Regions from separate parts of the Zea mays genome. Here region 1 is linked to region 2. A link is a contact called in public Hi-C data. All regions are on one chromosome and are shown on one strand. The core of a region is the stretch at or near the end of the contact, and the rest is flanking DNA. Distances in the headings are between cores, read along the strand shown.

Region 1 (5,073 bases), core at 1,661-4,160, 650 kb after region 2:
CGCCCGGGCGGGCGCTCCAGCGCGGGCGAGAGCGAGGCGATATCGCCCGCTCTCGCCGGGCGCCAGCGCCATCGCCCGGCGCCGGCCTCTCGCCCGCCTATCGCCCGCGCGCGGGCGGCAGCGGCCTCTTCTCGCCCGCGCTGCCGCCCGCACTGGCACCAGCCTTAGTATGGTTTGGTACTTTGGCCTGTCATGTCTCGTTTATCTATCCCTTAAGGGGGTGTTTGGTTGCTCCTACTAAAGTTTAGCCCGGGTCACATCAAGCGTTTGACTTTTAAATAGGAGTATGAAATATAGACCCAACCAATTGAACTAGATTCGTCTCGTCTTTTAATCTTCGGCTGATAAATTAGTTTTATAATCCGACTACATTTAATACCCGGAACGGAGGTTCAAACATTCGATGGGACATGGGCTAAATTTTAGCGGGGTGTAATCAAACACCCCCTAAATATATCCTGCCTTCATTTGTACTACCAATGATGCGCCGCCTGCTCGAAGTGTGCTTCGCTTTACTGACCATCTTGTCTCCTGGTCCTCTCCTATGTACTAGTACGTTTTTTTTTTGTGCACGGTGGCGGGGCTGATGGTTTGTTTCGTGTTTGCCGTGGTGTAGGAAGCCGTGCGCTGCACGTGTCACCGTAATCATTTCGATGCTAATGTTTACCCTGATTCTCTGAACCAGGCATGTCGACGATGTGTTGTGATGATGGTACCCTGATAGGCTGGTTATAGTGGAATAATGATCAACTGCTTGGAAGGGAGCTTTATCAGCGCCTATCAACCTGTACTTGAGTCCATCTATCTGTACATGCATACGTACGTACGCAGCCTACAGCCACAAACGCGCCTCGTACTCACCGGCGATCTGGTCTGGTCGTCGCAAACTAAAATGCTACTAGTATACTCACCGTCACCGGCGATCTGATTCGACATGTGCAGTCGGGCGAAGTTAAGGTAGTGTTTGGTTGAGGAGCCAAGTAGAACGGAGTCGTTCCATCCCTGATTCTAAAAACAGAGCCGCTCTGTTCTGTGTTTGGTAATCTGGAACGGAGCGGCTCTGTTTTTTGTTTGGTTGCAGAGTGAACGGAACGAAGCGTGACTGTGAGAGCGGGATGAGAACAGAGCGGCTCCGTCCGGTTGATTTTTTGGAGCGGAATGGTTCCGGATCTGAGGAGAATATTCTCTAATTGGAGTCATTCCGTTCTAGTTACTTTGTAACCAAACAGCAACAAAACTAGGACAGAACGGCTCCGTTCTACTTGGATCTTCAACCAAACACTACCTAAAGTTAGCCACACGGTCCACGAGGGCATGGTCCCCCGCCGGTAAACTCGCCGGTAAACAGATCTGTGAAGTGATGATCCGTCAGTATTCAGTAAACGACCGAGAGATCAAAGTGAAGATCCAAAATCCAGCCTCGCGTACTATACTGTACGCCTGGGCACCTTTTCTAGGACGACCCGCGCGGCTGCTCTCCCTCCGTCTTAAAGCTCCGAGTATTTTTAATTAATCGTGGATCATCTCTTCGATAATTACGTATTTTAATTAATTAGTCCAATCCGGATCAGAGGAGCCTGACATTCTTGGAATTTTTACTGTTCCACGCCGGCCGTAGCGGGCGGCCCCATGTGCATCTGGACTGGACCTGGAGCTCCTGCATGTAACCGTAGCAGTCCAACAGAACGGGACAGGAAGCTCCCGACATGCGGGGGCCATCCGGCCATGGAATAGACGGATCCACAGGGCCCACCTCCCAGCGTCGGGGCTCGCTGGTCCTGCTCCTGCAGCCTGCAACCGTACCGTCCGTAGCAACGCAACGGACGGAGTGAGAGAGGCTCGGGCTCGGCCGTCTCCCGTCTTCGTCTTGAATGCTCCGGATCACATGAACGCCCTGGGTCCGCAGTTAATGGCCACGATGTACCCCGTGCCCTGCCCCCGCCCTGCGCATTCACTGTAGCTCATGCCATCTCCGCCGGGACGTAGTACTAGTACAAATGAATCTACTGTAGCATCTTTATGATGATTTCATTTGGAGTTGCAAAATCCTCGGGCTGGGCTTCCTTCCGGTGCAAGCTTTCCAGGCCCAGTCAATGGCTTCCCCAGCAATCTTCACGGCCTGGCAAGGGCTGTTCCTAACAAAATGGCCTGGCAACCGCTTTGGATTAGTAGTTACTTATTAAATCCGGGTCAGGATTAGGGCCTGTTTGTTTACCCCCCAGATTATATAATCTGGATTAAATAATCCTAAGAGGCAAACAAACAGTCCAGCTTATTTGCCCAGATTATATAATCTAACCCCTTGGATTATGATAATCCATAAGCAAGTGAGGAGGTGCTTATTTCAGATTATTTTTTCCCACTTCCCCACTACCCTTTCAAGTTTCCTAGAAATTACCCACCATTGCCATTATAATCCACCAAATCGTTTTTGCGCCTAGTACTAGTCAATTTGGGGATGAAGAAGGTGACATGAATGCCTTCCGTGATAATATTGCTAATGCAATATTTGACAGTGTCAATTGAATTATTTTTTTCATATATGAGTTTCAACCTAGTACAAATATAGAGGGCATTCTTGTCTTCCTCATACAAAAGAATCCTATTAACAACTCAAATAATCTGGGTAAACAAACGGGACTACTCAGATTATATAATCGAGATTATATAATCTAGATTATATAATCCTCCAAAAATAATCCAGATTATATAATCCATGAAGGTAAACAAACAGACCCTTAGTCATCATAAGATAATCCGCGGCCCACGCCTCTCGATTCTTTTTGGTTTTCGCGGGGTTCCGTGCCGCTCTGCAGACTGTGCTGTCACCACAACTGGTGAGAGAGAGAGAGAGCGTGAGAGCGAGAGGAGAGAGTGGATAAAAGCATCGGGGGTTTGGAGTTTGGACTTGTGTCTAGACAGCGAAAGGGACGGCAGAGGGAGGAGAGGGCTCAAACCGCCTGCCTGCTGCCCTGCACCCCGCGCCCACCCCACTTCTTCCACTTCCACCACCTCCTCCCCTCCAGTCCCCCTCTCCACCTGCCCCCCGCTCCCTGGTCCGGCGCGGAGAACCAGCCAGCCAGCCCGTCGTCGCTGTCGCCCGCCGGTGAAGCAGTAGCCGCGCGTGACGCCGGATCCAATCCGCGGCCCTCGCCGCGCGCGCGGTCATGGACTTCGACGGCGCCATTGGCGATCAGGGGTGAGTTGCGCGCACCGAAACACCGTCCGTGGTACTACTGGTCCTGGGTCGCGCGCCGCGGAGAAAGGCCGCGCCTTGGTGCCCGCGGCTGGGGACGAAATTCCAGTCACCGGCTTCTCTTTTCTCGCTTCGGTTCCGTCCCTGCAGGCTGCAGCCCACCGTCGATCCCCAATTTTGTTAAGGGAGCTCGGGTGGGTGTGGCAGCAGGTACTAGAGCCCGGAAGTTGCTGCGCCCCTTTTTGGTGGGTGAGCTCTTTATGCGTCCTACGATGATGTTAAGGGAGCAGGACGCAGGGACTACTAATTCTGGGGGCAAAGGGCCGTATTCTCCCTTCTTTTGTACGAAGCTTTGCTGTGGCTTTTGCGCCTTTTCGGCGTGCTGCGTCCATAATCAGCTAGCAGCGGTTCAGTTGTCTTGGGCTTTTCCGGCCATATAAACCCTAGCTGCCCTGCCTGTTAGCTGCTCCCGTGAAGTTCGTGACAAAGCTGGTGCTGTAGTGTCTTGTTTCGGACACCACTTCTGATGCATTTCCTTACTTATCCAAGGATTTTTGTTTTTCTTGTTTCATCCGTTTTCGTTGTTAGATTGCTATCACGAGCTTCTAACCCTCGCTAGTTTACTGTCTGATATATATTTACCGAACGCTGAACATTCTGTCATTACACATCCAAAAAAGAAAAATAGTAGAAAAAAACTTTTACATATTTGCTGTACTCAAGATTAAAGTTTTACCATGTCTGTTTGTGGCTGTTGCTTGCCTTTCGTGCCAGTTGTTATTTGTCACCGATGCATTATTCATGATCTACATTCCTCCCAAATTTACCTTTCAGTCCAGTACAATTCACTGTTAAGATTTTTACCCTTTTCTGCGACGTTAGCTGGGCATACTTTTATGCTCCACATTTTCACTCCTTGCTCTGAACTTCTCCTCAAGTTTCTTGCAAGATTAATCACTTCTGATTGAGCTCGTTGCTGTGGAACTTACAGTGAGCTGTGGGAATGGCAAAGTCAGGAGTATGGTCTGCAGAAAGATTTGTTAGCTGGTTTGCACCGTGCCGTTGCATTACTCATTCTGCCCTAAATATATATCCACGCAAAGACCTGAGCATCTTGTATTTCCGGTTTGGCAGCTCCATGTAGCAGCTTGTGGGCTGAAGCACCCAACAATATGGGTGATGATTGGAGCATGTTTGATGAGCAAACACCAATTAAACATTGTACAGACTTCGAATTTCAGTTCTGTGATATAGGAGGTAAAGTCTTGTTCTCGTGGTTTTGAAATCTACAGTCACAAGCTTAAATGTAGATTCTGAACTATTTCAGTTCACACCAACTTATCTGCGCAAATGGTTTTCCACGGTCCAATACGACCTGTAGTACCACCTTTTAGATGCTAATATATGTTGTCTAATTCTCTCTGCTTCCTGAAATTGCGTTATTGACATTGTATTTCGTATATATGTAGTAATATATAAAGTGTAAATCCACAAACAAATGACTAATATAATAACAAAATCAGCTGATCATGGCAATTGGATCGAGTACATTTCCAGGTTACAATTTCCCTCTTGCGTATGTCTAATCTGAGCTATAAAATGCAACTAATATAGGATCTGACCTAATTATTAGTACAATGGATTCCAATTGATATTTCCTAATTCTATCCCATCTGACCTTTTCCGCAAACACTCAAGAAGGCGCTTCAATGTTAGTTGCATTTTCTGACTAGTAAAAATGCAATGCAGATATCATCGTCAAGGAGTTTGAAGAAGGGAAGGAAACTTTGCAGGCAAAGCGCAGACGCATGTTGCAGTTCTGTCCAGAAAATGTTGAGGTACATGCTCTTTAGTCGATCTATCAAAGTATCCTTAAA
Region 2 (5,015 bases), core at 2,162-4,661:
CAGACCCACAATTATAGACACAAATAGTCCCATAAATCATAGATAGAGGATCACATAATAGCAGAGAGTCCATGTTAAAAAGGCTAAAATAGCAATTTTTTCCCGTAACACTAAGACGTGCTATTTGGTTCGGCAACAGGTAGTGGTAATGAGAATGGAACTTATTGCACCTGCTATCCTTTGCTGTGAACGGTTACCAGTCTATGTTTGGTTGCAACGTGGGATCCAAAAAGACGGATCGGAGTTGGCTAACAGTCAAAAAGCAGCGGCAATAATTTTGTATTGGCTGGTATTGCATCCCACTGCAATCGTTTACAGTATAGTCTAACCAAACATAAAGCAATGGTAATAGATTACCCTGTTAACTGATTATGACACTAAATGAACGAACCAAACAGGACCTCTATGCTCCCCCCCCCCCCCCCCCCCAGTTGCCTCCAACATACAGCCCCCGGCACGGCAGAACTTGTAGCAAAATGACTCTGCACTGGGCTACTAAGGCGATGGGAGGTACACCCGGTGTTGCTGTCTTGGAGTGAGCTTCCTCCGGCAGGTAGGGCACTTCTTCTGGGCCTTAATGGCAGCCTTGATGCACGGCTGGCAGAAAATGTGACCGCATACGGTCGACGCCGCTTCGGTTATCTCGTTCATACAGATCGGGCAGCTGAGCTTCGGTTCCTTCGGAACCTCCTTCACAGGTTCAGGAGGCACCTGGATCCACTTTGGCGTGAAAAAACCATTTGAGCGGGGCATTGCAGAGGTTGATGTTTACTGACCATATATTGACCAAGGACGTAGAATAGTTCTTACCTTGAAGGTGTTTACTTTTGGTGTGTCCACCATGCTTATTCCAGGGAAGGTGTTGGTTGCACTTGTAGGCTCATGCGAGCGTTCTATGCCCAGAGATAGCAGTAAGTTCACATGCTCGTCAAGAGCATCGCCTACAATGAATGCACCATTTGTCAGGGTTTTAGATATGACCAGAAGACAAGTACATTAGTCTCTAGGATCTCATTCCTACATGCTAGGTGTACTTGAGCAAAGGGATCAAGAACAAAATCTATAAGGTGATATTTAACATTTATTTAAGAGGAAATGCATCACTAAGGGTGTGATTGGTTATAGTCCCAACATGGCCATGATGGAGGGAGCAGCACCAGGCTGGCATGAGCCTGGTTGAGTTGACATAGAACCTTCTTGTTTGGATGCGGTTTCTCTATAGGGCCAGGCTGCTTTTCGCCAATGTTTGGTTGGCTGCGTCACGAAGAAGATAAAAATAAAAATATATTTTATATAACAAATGAGATCTAGTTTTGTTCGTAGCCTGGCTGGGGAGCGAAGCTCACACCCCACGTAGCATCTCAGCCTAGCTGAGGGGGGAAGTTCAACCTAGCCCGACACCTCCTCCAGTTATCCAAACACGGAGTCCTCTGCATCCACGGGACCTGGCCCGGACCAGATGCAGGCATCCAATCACGCTCTAAGGTTACTATTATATTACCTAAACACTTATCTTGTGTGCAAACAATCAGCTAAACAACAATTACAATTTATAAGGCAGCCTAAGCGAACTGAAACCATGAAAAAACTGTAGCATATTCAACACTGCTAACACAACATAGGAAATGTTGTGTACAGATGCCCACCCTATTCACCTTCCAGTGGAACAACTCTCAAGTCAGTACGCCAAGTCGACAAACAGTATTGAACAACATCTATGATTGCAGTGACATATATTGCCGACTTTCTAATCAAACCATGTAGACGATTATCAACGAGATCATGTTGTTAAATGGGCAGCTAACAAGTAGCAACAGAAAAAAAAATAGAGGTACATTGTGAAGCACTAACACACATATCGTATAGCTTTTTTATGCTAGCAAGGTAAACTGTAACAAACAGAACCTACATTATGATGGTACCTCATTGAGTGCAGGGTAAACATCACAACTGATAGAGAATGAACAGGACAGCAGTCCAACAGAGCAAAACAATAAATTACTATGTGTGGAATGAAATGAGAACTATGAATCTTCATACAAAACAACTTGATTGATCCACTAAAATGAATGAACAGAAGAGGGGGGGGGCAGTCCAACAGAGCAAAACAATAAATTACCATGTGTGGAATGAAATGAGAACTATGGATCTTCATACAAAACAACTTTATTGCTGCACTAAAATGAATAACTGAACATGGTTTATAAAATTCACACTGGATATAACATCAAACCTGCTGTTTCTAGGTTTGTTTCGGAATCATCATCTATTATGATAGTAATACTTTCTGTCGTGGTCAACTGCTGTCTTGCCTGAAACATGAAGGAAACCAACCAGATAAACATTTTCTTCATATTAAATGATCATATAAGAATCAAAAGCAGAACAAAATAATATGCATATCCACAGATAGACACCAGAACAATGCACAAGTACGTACTCGAGGCAGTGGTCTTGAAGAATAGATAACGGCATCATCATCGATGGCTTCCACATCGATGGGGCAACTACGCATACCAATGCGAGGCTCACCAGTAGCCGGTGGTGTACTACTCGAAGCCTGGATGTGTTGTACAGGCATGCTGCTTGAACCCTCTCTATGAGAGACAGGGATACTGCTGAAACGTGAAGCCCCCTCACCAGCCCCTTCAGCAGGGGGATAGTTGAGGTCCAAAAGCCGTGAATGCGAACCAGCACCATGGGAGTTCATGGTGTTGCAATAAAAGATACTGGCTCGAGCAAAATCGATTGAAAAAAAATATATGTTCACAAAAACTTCAGCAATGATTACAAGCATAATTCCGACGGCTTCAAAACAGAATGAGGAAATAAACAATATTGTTCTCGAGACCCCATGGTAAAACTAAAACATGTCTTACATGATTTAAAAACATATAACAACATTCTTGAACAATGAAAACATGTTCACCCATCTTTTCTACAGGAATTGGTGTACACAGCACTCGTGGATACACAACCGAGATAAACTACAACTGAGGAGATGCAATAACTCTAAAAAGAAACATCTGCGTAACCTGCACACAAGGCCGACCCCAATCAACGAAAGAAGAATTACGCCCAAATGGCTTCTCAAAGACTCAAGCTCCGCTTCAACCAAAAAGGACTAAAACATCACACCTTTCTACCGCTTTCCCCAATTCCCCAACCACTAAACATATGGGTCGACAGAGATCCCCGGAATTCCATCCAAAAACCTTGTATCCCGCCCAGATATCGTCTAAAACCCCCCGAATCGGAGATGATTCCAGAAGGGTTAGACCCAGTCGCACCGCATGAAGGGAAAACCAAGAGGAGGGAACACCTGCTGTCCTGGTGGTGCTCGCCGCCGGCAAAGTGTGTGCGTGTGGGTGGGTGGGGGTGGAGCTCGGCCGCGGGGGGAGAGGATGCGGCCGCCGCCCTCTACGGATGGATCGGGACTCGGGAGCATGAAGGGAAGAAAGAAAATAGAAAGAGTATAGGCCGACCGATGGGCCTACGTGTCAGTGTGTCACATGTTTCTGTTAACAGATAAATAGAAAAAATATGACCGTCCCATACTACTATTAAAAAATAAAAACAAATTAAATAAACATATCAAACTGTGCACTAAAGACATACTAGTCGGGCTTGCCCGTGTGTTACAACCGCTTACAACAATATCCATATAAATTATCCACCAAATTTTTTTTAAAAATTTTTATTGATTATCTCCGCTCTCCGTATAATATTTTTTTGATTTGGCTAACTGATGTTATTGTTTACTCCATCCAATATGTCTTGGTACAATACGGTCAATAAAGTGAGCGATTAGAAGAGAGTTCACAACGACTAACTGAACGAACATATATTATAAAATGACATAATTCCACCATACAGAGACTAAATAAGAGAAAGTTTGTGAGCTCAAGTTTCTAAAATAAGTCACATTAACTCAAATTTATAAAAAAGATAGATCAAAATATGGAGTGATTGCTAAAGTCAGATATCAATAAAAACTGGATGCGCTCCATATAAATTATGCTACTTTGTAGCCATTACTAACGTTTAAAACCAACAAATAACATTTCATTTTATATTAGTGTGACAAATTATTATTGCTCCATCCAATTCAGCAACCTCAAATATCATGGAGTCCATTACACCAATATTATTTTTATTTTACAAAAAACATATATACATATATACAATTTATATTCAATATTAAAAATAATTTATATTCAATATTAAAAACTTTTGAGCATGATGTTCTACTGGTTAGACAACTTCACCCAGCCCTTCTTCCATCAGGGCATGAGTTCGAACCCCACCTTTTTAACATTTTATGCCTATTTAATCAAATAGGACGACGGGCTGGCCCGACACAGTCAACAAGCCGGTATGACGTGTCTGGGCCAGAGTTGTGGCCCGCGGGCGTCTGGCTCGTGCCGGGCCGCCGTTTGACCATCTATAGGCGTGCAGCGGGTTAATTTGAAATAGCTGTGAGGGGTTATTTGTAAAAAGATGACGCAGAACGACCTTACTGTATACAAACACCGAAGAAAATGTGCTCAACCACCTTTACCATTTTTTCTAAATTGATTTTGGTGTTTGATGACAATTATAAACTAATGTACTAACTAGTTTGCGTAGTTGATTATTTCACACGTGCATAAGTCTATCTATCTCAATTCTAAGTCGATTGTCCGGAATAACGTAGATTATTCTGGACAGACGAGTTTTTTTGGAAAATTCATCTGTGCGCGGACCGTCCACGATACCTAATGCACCTCGGACAGAAACTATGTTGAAATCAAATCTTCTTCTACATATTGTCTGAAGGAGTAAAGAGTACAGTCCGAGACCAAGCGCGGGCCGTTTGGCCTCTAGGCGTGGACCGTTCGCACGTTGAAAACCAGAAAACCCCCATGGTACCAGGTTCAGTAAAATCCAATTTTAGCATCTCGTGGACCGTCCGGGGTGTACGGCTGGACCGTCCGTGACTGCTTTATTTGATATATGACGATGCCTTTAATGCA

What was found. A called contact is a pair of places that touch in the nucleus more often than the background predicts.
Region 1: a Hi-C map of ear shows a contact between it and region 2, with 2.2 times the contacts expected there. The contact joins the promoter of LOC100280154 here to the promoter of LOC100502508 in region 2. A contact is called at or near these places in 2 of 25 Hi-C or Micro-C datasets (ear and tassel).

What each region holds. Positions count from the first base shown.
Region 1 is chr3:163,748,847-163,753,919 of Zm-B73-REFERENCE-NAM-5.0, forward strand. It overlaps LOC100280154, which reads left to right and starts at 2,911. Exons shown (of 9, transcript NM_001153086.2): 1 at 2,911-3,199; 2 at 4,188-4,243; 3 at 4,331-4,453; 4 at 4,946-5,034. The coding sequence starts at 3,168.
Region 2 is chr3:163,102,756-163,107,770 of Zm-B73-REFERENCE-NAM-5.0, forward strand. LOC100502508 (RING/U-box superfamily protein) reads right to left here and starts at 3,412. Exons shown (of 4, transcript NM_001196986.1): 1 at 2,441-3,412; 2 at 2,234-2,312; 3 at 811-941; 4 at 423-720. The coding sequence starts at 2,797. The coding sequence ends at 496.